Regions from separate parts of the Mus musculus genome. Here all the other regions are linked to region 1. Evidence: chromatin contacts called from public promoter capture Hi-C data. All regions are on one chromosome and are shown on one strand. The core of a region is the stretch at or near the end of the contact, and the rest is flanking DNA. Distances in the headings are between cores, read along the strand shown.

Region 1 (3,502 bases), core at 748-3,247:
TCAAAGATAGACATTTAAGAGCTCCTACTCTTGCAGAGAACAAGGATGCAATTTCCGGCACCTACAGAGCCTGCCCACAACCACTTGGAACTTCAGCTCCAGAAGATCCAGTGTTCACTTCCGGCCTTCAAGGGCACCTGCATACACTTGGCACACAGACAGACAAACAGGTGTACATACATAAATAAAACTAGACAAAAAGAATCTTGTTAAAGTCAGTATATTGGCCCACTAGTCACAAGCTAACTGAGGAAGGTCTCAAAGGGCCTTGGGATGGATGAGGGCTGAGTTTGTCCCGTGTCTTTGTGAGCAGTCTGAGGTAATCAGGATAGCAGATCTAATTGGATTTGTCTTCCTAGCACTTAGCCATCCTAATATCGCTCCTGTGAGTCTCTTTGGGGTGGGGATTTCACACTTATTCAGAAGAGTTTACTGATCAAGCCTCAGAGGTACAAATTTTCCACACGGCTAAGTGGATAATCTAACTTAAAGAACAAGATCTCCAAGTAACACCTTCAGAGGCCTTCTTGCTTTCTGCACTGAGGTTGGGTTCTGTGAAGGCTGGTCCAGAGAATGTGGAGGGCATTTATCAAGAGGTTGTAAGAGAACAGGGGAAATTGTTAGTTTTTCAAAAGCTTTTTTTGTCCTGTCTAATAGAAGGTCTGTTGTGCAGTTTAGTGAAAGCCTAATCTAAACACAATTCATTTATTTAACTTGTCTTAGGGCTGTCTCGATTTCTCTTCCTCTTCTGAAGCTGTTGGGTCTTTCTACCACATCAGCTGCAAGACTTACTGCCTCACTGCCTTCCCCCACACCCATATTCAACCAGCTCAGGACTCCCTGGGGCCATCTGCACAAAAACATACACTTCTTACATAATGGAAAAGTTATTCTAACTGCTTACACTAGACATAGAAAACCGTACTCTCCTATGCCCATATGGCCCACCTGCCTATCCTGATCTGTTTTGTCATAACTGACTGGTCATGCAGCCCCACCCCCTCTCTGTCTTTGAGACCCACATTTCTGATGACACTCCTCCCTGTGTGGGACCTGGGTGTGGGTGGTGTGACAAGGGAAAGTAGAAGAGTAGGATCTCCATGCAAGGAGACACAGGGCCCACAACTGAGCAAAGAGTTGGAGTTCGGGACTGTGGCTCCCATAGGTCCACACGGAGGTGAAGAGAGATGACATGGCTTCTATATTCATTGCCCATGTTCCCCAGTCTCTTCCAGGTACTCAAAGACTGGATACTTCCTGTCTCCAAGTCCTCAGAGTCAGTGCTTCGAGCTTTGGCAGGGAACCCAATGGTTGGACTTCTTGCTGGGGTCTCTGGGAATTGATTTTCTTTTTCTTTTTGCTCTTTCCCATGGTTCTAACTCTGCCTTGTATGCAGAGTTCCACAAAGGCTGAACAGCCTGTATCATTCTGCAAGGCTCAACAGTTCTGCAAGCCTGTGTCGTTCTGCAGAAACAAAGCTAAGACACAGGTCAGGAGAAACTTGGGTACAACTTTGAGTGGAGTTTGCTTGGGCAGAGCCAATAGAGACAAATTTGACAGCTACCCTTATCAATCTGTCCTCTCTCTCTCCTGCTGTATTAGAATCACTGGGCACAGGTAAAGAGTGGAGTGGAAGGAGCAGGACACCTCCACATCACATCCTTCACACCCCCGTGGTTTTCTTCCATTAATTTCCGGCCTCCTACCTCCAGCGAGCTGGACTGTTGTGGGGTTGACTTCTCTCTGGTGTAGTCTGAAGACCAACTGAACACCAATCATTTTGAAAAGTCCCCAAGCTCAACAAGAAAAAGAAAAAAATTAACAATTGAGAGCCCTAGCATTTAATCTACACCCTGAGGGATGAAGGATGGCATCAGAAGCAACCTGTGTGAACCTGAGTGACAAGAGCCAATTGGAGACTTGGCCACAGGTGTGTGGAGGCGAGACAGTTAGGTTTATTTCCTCTTTTCTAATTTGAGAGGTTTCATGTTGAAGAAAATCAGTATGTTGGGGTTGCAGGAGGTATAAACCCAGTCACCATGAAGCTGAGCTGCACGCTCACACAGTGGGCCCTTTATGTCTGCCCTGCTGTGCTCCTGGCAACCCAGATGTTACTGGGTAAGTAAAGTGTTTGAATGCTGGTGTGGAGATGAGATACGCCAAATCTTGAGGAAATCCTCAAAGGTAAGAAGAATGGACTAGTTCTGACTTTGCAAAGAATTACTGCTCAGGCGGGACAAGGACAGATAGAAGACAAGTCAGACGTGAAGGACTGAATGGCTCTTTCTAAATATAAAAAGTCTAATAGTTTCCATCCTAAAAGTCCCTTCTGACTATGAAGCCTTTGCCAACTGCAAATCTTAGCTCTTACTTTTCTAATACAACTGTCTTGGAAGGGCAGTGCGGGCTTGCAGGCTCCACCTCCTTCCCTGCTTGCAGCGTGGCCTCCACTGGAGTCTGGATTACGTAGGGTACAGTGACCTCTGCTCTAACCAGGTCCCTGTACACTTTTCGGTTCTTACCGTGATGGGTTTCTTTGTTTTGTCTAGCCCTACTGGCTGCTTATTCTCTCTTGCAGCCTCTGTTTTCCTGACTGTCACTGTCATTTACTCTGTTTACTGCTGGGATGTCCTTTGGTCCTTCAGTAGCTTTTCTTTGCCTTCCATAAACTCCAGTGTGCTCTAAAGTTAAATCTTTTCCCTCCCTCCCTCCCTCCCTCCCTCCCTCCCTCCCTCCCTCCCTCCCTCCCTCCCTCCCTCCCTCCCTCCAGTTTGCATGTATGTGTATGTTTTTTCTGAACAGTTGTATATTTTAGAGCCTCGGGCACATTTCCAGCTCTAATTCTGCTTTTGACCTTCACATTTGAATATTAACCTTTACACAGGCATTTTGACCCATGTGTGTGTGTGTGTGTGTGTGTGTGTGTGTGTGTGTGTGTGTGTGTCCATGTACCTGGTACCAACACAACATGACCAGAGATGAGTTCACACATTCTTGCATCCTCACTTCTTTTCATTTACTTTTTATCTGATCTCAGCTCACTGCACTAGCCCTCTGCTGGAAACCCAACTCTTCCTTTGTCATTCTCTGCATCATCATCATTGACAAATGTCACCTCCTAACTTGCTTTCTCAACCAGTTCCTTCTCTGGACCACTACAAATGTTTTCTTAGGACTGAGCTGGGCAATGGCTTCCTTGCCAACCCTGTCTCAGCCTCGTCTCACAGGATGAATTCTCTCTACATCCGGAGTGACTTCTAAAACTCCAGCTCTTGTTGTGGCACATAAAACCCCAAACCTGGTACCCACTAAACCCCCTCAGCCTCTTTGGCATACCCAAAGCCTTCCCACTTCCACTCTCACAAAACTCAATGAGCCTGCATTTCCATTCACAGCCCAGATTCCTATCTGCCTCCGAGATTTGCTTATATTGTTAGCTCCATCTGAAATGACCTCTGCCATGACTCCCCAGTCCCCTCCCCCTTTACAAGCATCTAAGTAT
Region 2 (3,502 bases), core at 682-3,181, 370 kb before region 1:
ACAAAGATGTGTTAGCTACATCTAATATCTTTATAAAGAGCTGTGTGGCATGCTAGTAAGATTCAAAACCTCTAGACTTGGTGGTGTGCCTGTAATACCAGTACTTGGGACATGGAGACCTGGGAGTCAGGAATTCAGATACATGAGACCTGTCTCAAAAACCAAAGCAACACTGAGAATGAAAGGAAGAAACTAAGAACATACTATCAAACAACATAGGGGAGAGAGGACAAGAACACTCTATTAGCCAAGCAGGGTACAGAACATCTTTAACCCCAGCACTCCAATTGCAAGGGGCCTTTGGATCCTGTGAGTTCAAGGGCAGCCTGGTCTACACAGAGAATTCTAGGACATCCAGGAGTACACAGACCTTGTCTCAAAAGAAAAACAAATAATCTACCAAACAACACAGGGAAATCATCTGGGATGGAAAAACCCAACATCATTTATTTGTAGCTCAGCCTGTGATGACAGACACTCACCATCAGGTCTGGTTGATGTAATAATGGGGATCCAACTCCATTTCTGTGCATTCTAGGCAAGAATTCTAACACTACACTACGTCCTCAGCCCTTAAAACTATATTTGAGTGTTTGTTTTTTCACCTAGAGGACTGGAGATACAGCTCAAGATTTAAGCGCACTTGCTACTCTTGCAGAGGATCAGTCTTCAGTTCTCAGCACCCACATGGAAGTCATGTCTGTAACTCTGGTTCCAGGGCATCTGTTGCCCTTTACATGCCTCTACTGGCACTGCATGCACATGGTACCTTACATACATGCTGGTAAAACACTCACATGACATACAAATATATAAATTTAAATTGAAGTTGAAGGGGCACACATGCCACGGCATAGGTATGTAAGTCAGAGGACAGCATGTCTTGTTTTTCTTTCTTTCTTTCCTTCTTTCTCTTTTTTTGGGTAGGGGGTTGTTTTGGTTTTGAGGGGTTTTTTGTTTGTTTGTTTTTTGGGATTTTTTTGTTTTTGTTTTTGTTTTGAGACAGGGCTTCTCTGTGTAGCCCTAGCTGTTCTGGAACTCACTCTGTAGACCAGGCTGGCTCTCAAACTCAGAGATCTGCCAGCCCTCTGTCTCCTGAGGGCTGAGATTAAAGATGTGTGACACCACCATCTTGGAATTTGTTCTCTTTGTAGACTCAAACTCACCAAGGTTAAAACTCTAGAGTCCTCTGCCTCCCAAATGCTGGGATCGAAAGTGTGCAATCACAGCAGCTGTGGCATATGGAGTTTGTTCGTTTTAAATTGAGTTGCAGCAATCTTCTGATCTTGACCCCTAAGCTCTGGGATAACACATGTGGGCCACCAAGCTTATTGAGGTTTCTTGGTTTCAAACGAATTTAGAAATTACCCAACCAGCACTTGGGAGACAGAGGCAGGCAGATCTGTGAGTCGGAGGCCAGCCTGGTCTAATAAAAAAACAACAAATTACCAGATGACTTGCCATAGGCTTAGAATAGGCATTCAGTGACTGTTAGTCATTTGGGTGAATTCATCTAAGAAGAAATCGTTTCTATATACTTAATATATAGCACACAAAAGATATTCAGTAACTCTTTGGAAAAAAAAGTTTTATCTTTAGGATGGTTTTAAAACCTAAACAGATTAATTTTGAAGTAAGCAATAGCTCCGGGCCATTTTGTATGTGTTAGAGGCAAGTCTGTGGTATATAGGACCCAATGTCCTTTAAAAAACAAACAAGCTTACATACTTCCTAATTCAGTTGTGTTAATTATTCAGGACAGGGATGGAAAGTAAGGAAGTCACTCTGGAGAACAAAGACGTTAAATTGCGCATCTTAGGAGATAGGACTTTGAAGACAGTCTAGAAAAACCTGAAATTCAAACAACTTTGCTGGTTTGGGAAGGTCTTGAGTTTTTCCCAAGATTGCTTCTGAGCATGAACGGAAGTCGTTCTCTGAGCAGGCTCCGGTGATTTAATGATAGGTGGACAGAGTAGCCCGCCTCCATTCTGTTCTTCCGGACGCTCACACCCGTAGGTCAATTTTATTTCCTTACAATAAATAAATAAAAATCGAATGCATTCAGGGTCCGCTTTAAAGCCATCCAACGCCTCCTCTTCCCACAGTAAAGATGGCGACGCCGTGAGTAAGTGACAAGCAACTGCACTTCCGCAGTTTTCCTGCTCCCTGGTCCAAGATGGCGGACGAGGCCACTCGGCGGGTCGTGTCTGAGATCCCGGTGCTGAAGACCAACGCCGGACCCCGAGATCGGGAATTGTGGGTGCAGCGACTAAAGGAGGAATATCAGTCCCTGATCCGGGTCAGTTTTACTCCTGTGCTTGACCGCGTAGCAGAGGGGTGGCGAGTAACCAGGTGTCCCCGGGAATTGGCTCCGGGTGGAAGCCGCTTCCGGTTTTAAAGTTTAAATTCTAAATTCATATAAATGCGATTGTTTGGGGGGCTGGGGGCGTTACGGGTGGCCGGAGGGAGGATGCAGAAGAGATTCCGGCTAGGAGCACAGTAGGGCTAGACTTTGAAGGAAAAAACAGCAGTATTCCGGGAAGGTGACGTGTCCCTCTCGCACCAGGTGCTTGCTCTGCTGGCTGTGGTAGGGGGTCAAAGTACTTCTTAGCGCCTGAAGAAGTGTCTGTGCATCACTGCTCTTTCATTCTTCATGATGAAATGGATGGAATTAATGTCAGGACTGAAAACCTAAAGTGTTTAGAGGTAGAGAGAGAGATGTTTTTAGTTATAAATTAGCCATCCTTTCAGCTAATTCCTGTTATGGGAAGAGAAAGATTGCCCTCCTTTTGGTGCTTTCTATCTGCTTCAAAACCCAGTAGATCGCTTGCAGTATATGTGGCCTCACTGAGAAACTGGCGAGTGCTTGCGTAGCATGCAAGATGTCCTTGGGTTCCATCTCTGGCACCTCATAAATTGATGAGGCTCATATGTTCTCTGTACCCAGGATGTGGAGCCAGGATTGGAAGCTCGGGTCGTTTTTTAGACTGCATAATGAATTCAAAGCCAGTCTGGACTATAGGAGACCCTGCCTCAAACCACAACAATAAAACATATTATTGTGTTACTAGTATCTATTGAGAGTATATAAAACCGAATAAGAATGGCCCTACTGAGGTTGACAGAAACAGTATTAAACTGTGTTTAAGTGGAGAGACAGAGACATAACTAGGGTATTTTGAGAACATGGGGAGGAAGGAGTAAGGTGTAGCGAGGATTCTGGAATTTTGGTTTCTTTAAAACAGAAGCATAAGAATATGTTTTTGTTTTAATCCCAGGTGTGGGGATGTGGCACAGGTTCAAAGCAGCTGACTATGATTTGCCTTGTTCTCGAGCAGAGGCCTGGTTTTGCCAGCTGCAGATGGTTTCTGGGATTGCATGACAATTGGAATTCTGGGAAATGTTCAGAAAGTATATAAATACTAGAGCTCTGCCAGCATTTGCAGGTTGTTGGTTACTCAGGGCGTTGGCTGTGATTTGTTAGTAGTCTTGTTTAAAGAAA
Region 3 (3,502 bases), core at 548-3,047, 340 kb before region 1:
CCTCTGAATTCACAACATCGGCCCACCTTAGAGTCCATTAGTCTAAGGCTCGCTGCATGCCTGCCCAAGACTCCCTACCCCCAAACCTTGTTCTCTTCTTCACCGTCTTTCCTTTCTACTCACCTAAGAAGGGTGATCTTTCTGGACAGTAGGGCAATGCTTGAGCCGGAGGAGCCCCTGCAGCTCCAGGGGCTGCGGGCAGGTGACTGAGGTTACTATAGACATCGTGGGGATGAGAATAGTCGAATGTTGGGCCCGGATCTCGACCAAACAGGGCACTAAGACTTCGGAAGCCCCCTAGTGACAGATACATCATCACTGCCAGTTGGGAGCCCACAAGCAGGGCCAATGTACAGGGTCTCTCCAGCAGCCTCCGCAACATCCTGACTTGAGAGCTAGGTAAGGAGTGAAGGGATTTCTGGAAGCAAACAGGAAGAGAGCAAGCCAGAAGAGACATCAGCAGCAGGTAAGGAGATGAAAGCGAGGCCAGGGAAAGGAAAAAAAAAAAAAAAAAAAAAAAAAAGACAGGCAGGGAACAAAGTCACAGAAAGGAACACTGGTGTGATCGATCAACAATGAATAACAATTAAAAAGAAAGGTAAGCAACTACCAGCAAGTTTCACCCACTTCTCCCAAAGCACTCGCAGCAGCTACTCTGTATCTTTACCCTCAAGAAGGCTTACATCATTCAAGTTCCAAGTACACTTCAGAAGTCCTTTCAGGCTTTCTGAGAGAAGAGACGCACACGTACCTGTGTTCACGCTGCCTTGTTCCGGATCGTGGGGGCTCCAGGAGGTCCCCGGGGAGCAGAGATATGAGGCATTATCTCAAATTGGAACTGTCACAGGGGCCAGAAAAAAAGCATTCCAACAGCCAATCTGGGACCAGCGGGAACCAGAAATGAGCAAGGATAACCAGTCACCTGTACAACAGAGTTCGGGAAGAAACAGCTTTGCCATCATGGGAAGTGAGGGAAAGTGATTGATTGGAAAGTGAAAGTTCCTAGGTTCTCAGGTTACCTGCAGCTGGGTTGTGTCAGGTCCGTAACTAACCCTCTATACTCCAACAAAACGAGCTGGTTTGGGCGTGGGGACAGGGAAATGAATGAAGGCACCAAACAACAGCAACCCCAACTATTAGAGAGGCAAGACATACGTAACGGGACTTTGGAGTGGCCAGAAAACAAAACAAAATAGGGAACAGGTTCTTTCTGTTCTTTAGGTACCGGGGAGCGCCTCCGCAGGTATAGGGTGCTTGGTCACTTGGGAGCCGCAGGCAACAGCTCTGGAGCGTGGCCCGGAGAAGGGTGGGGGTGGCGTCCTCTCCCCTTTCCACCTTTCTCTAGCATTAGTGGGGGTGGGGAGGAGCGTTCCAGGTGAAGGGACCAGAGCGGAAGGGCTGGGACAGGATCGGCCCAAGACCTGGGCCGGCTCACCTGGAAGGGCGTGGTCGGTCAGAGCCTTGCACGCGAAGGGAAGGGGATCAGAACCCCATTCTCCTCGAACACGCCCATTCCACCCCGGTCTCTTGCGCTTGCCCCTACTGTGCAATGTGAAAGCAACCGGCCCGCGTCCACATTTCCATCCGAGACCCTGTCCGTGCTCAATCTGATTTTTCAGCCTTGACTCAGAACTTCTTCTCTTCCCGCCCCCGACCTCCCCAACCTTTCTCCGAGGACTCTCTCTCTCCGTGGTCCCCAGCCCACCATACCTGGTCTGCTCCCCGTCGTCACCGCCACCCGGACAACCGGGCAGGTATCGCTGCAGCCATCTTGGAAGCGGGCGCTGGGGCGGGGCCTGACGTCACGGGGCGGAGCCTTGGGAGATTCAGGCGCAGAGGCCCCTCACCTCCAAGCTTGCCAGTCCTTAGTTGGTGGCCCGCACCGCGGAGGTGCACATGGGTGGTGCAGAGAAGTCTCAGGTCCCGGTGCTTCCTCTCGACTTCGCAGTCTCCTAACGGGGTTCCATCGCTCACCTCAGTTTTAAAAACCCAGCAGCTCAAAGCCCTTGTTTTTCAGTAAAGCTAAGAGACACTTTCTACGTTTCGGACTACCTCACCCAGGGATCAGCTGAGCCCTTACCCCAGTGTGTTAATGGCGTCCCCTGTAGTCTAGTGCTACTTAGTATCAAAGTTGTTCCTCACTAAAGCTACTGTAACACGCATTTTGTATCCCCATGGTATCTCACAGACCTTGAAATGGAAGTTAGCTAACAGTGAAACATACAACGTGGAGGGAAAGGCAGCATAGGCTCCGATGTAAATATGTTTTTCTAGATATTAGACTAAAATAGACCCTACAACGATATATTTAATCCTGTGGCTTACTCCAGCCCCTAGCTTACTGTTTCTTAGAAACAAATATTTATTGCTGAGGAAACAATAAGACCAATTACTTGGGGTGTCTGCCTCAAACAGAGCACCATCTCCTGCGGTGTACACCGGTGGCGCTGGGGCTGGGAGAGTGCGGAGGGGCTACACACAAACAATACAACGCAATGATCATAATGACCCAGAAAGGTCACCTCATTCATATATGTTGCGATCCCGGCAGGCTTTTCAGAAATAGTCATGTCTAATGGGAAACCTGAAAGACTTGTCTGCGGCATATCCCGCTTTAAAAATTGTTCTCATGAAAGTTATTTTACGCTGGGCAGTGATGGCGCACGCCCTTAATCCCAGCACTTGGGAGGCAGAAGCAGGTGGATTTCTGAGTTCGAGACCAGCCTGGTCTACAGAGTGAGTTTCAGGACAGCCAGGGCTACACAGAGAAACCCTGTCTTGAAAAAAAAAAAAAGAAAGAAAAAGAAAGAAAAAAGAAAAGAAATTTATTTTACAACACAGTATAGGTAGGTGACTTGCATTCCAATTCTGTCCTGTCTAGTAAATTATCACATGAAGAGAAAAAAAAAGTTTGTCTCGATGTCCTCCTTTGGTTTTATATTTCTCATCTGTAAATGTGTGTTCTGTAAAGCCAGTTCCTTCAGGAGTTAAACACTATAAACATATGTTCCTTTTTTATATTGCTAAAACTAATTCTTTACCAAACATTAGACACACTGTGCTGAGCCCTCTTCTTAACTAGATCGTATCTTTGGCCCTATCTTGGGCCTGCCTTAACAGTTTTTGCCAGAAAGAATCCTACCAAGCCAAACAAGCAAGTGTTGTACCACCAACCCCTTGATATTTGATCACCACCATCTGCCTGCAGTAAGGATCCTGTCAAGTCAGTTTACCAAGCATCCCTCCTTAAAAGTATCTCATTCTCTGCTCAGATTGTCCTCCCTGATGCTTACTGCCTCTGCCTGCTAATCTAGGCCTAGTCCTGGAAACTTCTAGAATCTATAAACCTAATCTAGGCCTAGAATGTTTTCAGCCTCTGAGACTTACTGCTGAATAAGCTCACCCTTTCCTAGTTCTTTCTGAACTCTGTTGGCTGGTGTAACTTCGTGGTTCTGGCTCAAGCTCTGATTTAAATTGGACTGATTTAAATTGGTTTCTCTTC

The links. Capture Hi-C pulls out chosen DNA fragments and counts their contacts.
Region 2: a promoter capture Hi-C map of adipose tissue shows a contact between it and region 1. The contact joins the promoter of Ufc1 here to the promoter of Fcrla in region 1. A contact is called at or near these places in 2 of 39 promoter capture datasets (the C10 cell line and the HPC-7 cell line), 1 of 484 Hi-C or Micro-C datasets (B cells) and 2 of 9 other capture datasets (adipose tissue and liver).
Region 3: a promoter capture Hi-C map of liver shows a contact between it and region 1. The contact joins the promoter of B4galt3 here to the promoter of Fcrla in region 1. A contact is called at or near these places in 3 of 39 promoter capture datasets (the C10 cell line, the HPC-7 cell line and pre-B cells), 1 of 115 datasets of contacts at active chromatin or transcription factors (microglia) and 1 of 9 other capture datasets (liver).

What each region holds. Positions count from the first base shown.
Region 1 is chr1:170,926,078-170,929,579 of GRCm38.p6, reverse strand. It overlaps Fcrla (Fc receptor-like A), which reads left to right and starts at 1,997. Exons shown (of 5, transcript NM_145141.2): 1 at 1,997-2,118. The coding sequence starts at 2,040.
Region 2 is chr1:171,293,431-171,296,932 of GRCm38.p6, reverse strand. It overlaps Ufc1 (ubiquitin-fold modifier conjugating enzyme 1), which reads left to right and starts at 1,931. Exons shown (of 7, transcript NM_025388.3): 1 at 1,931-2,012; 2 at 2,106-2,299. The coding sequence starts at 2,177.
Region 3 is chr1:171,268,623-171,272,124 of GRCm38.p6, reverse strand. B4galt3 (UDP-Gal:betaGlcNAc beta 1,4-galactosyltransferase, polypeptide 3) reads right to left here and starts at 1,797. Exons shown (of 8, transcript NM_020579.2): 1 at 1,711-1,797; 2 at 752-922; 3 at 124-418. The coding sequence starts at 382.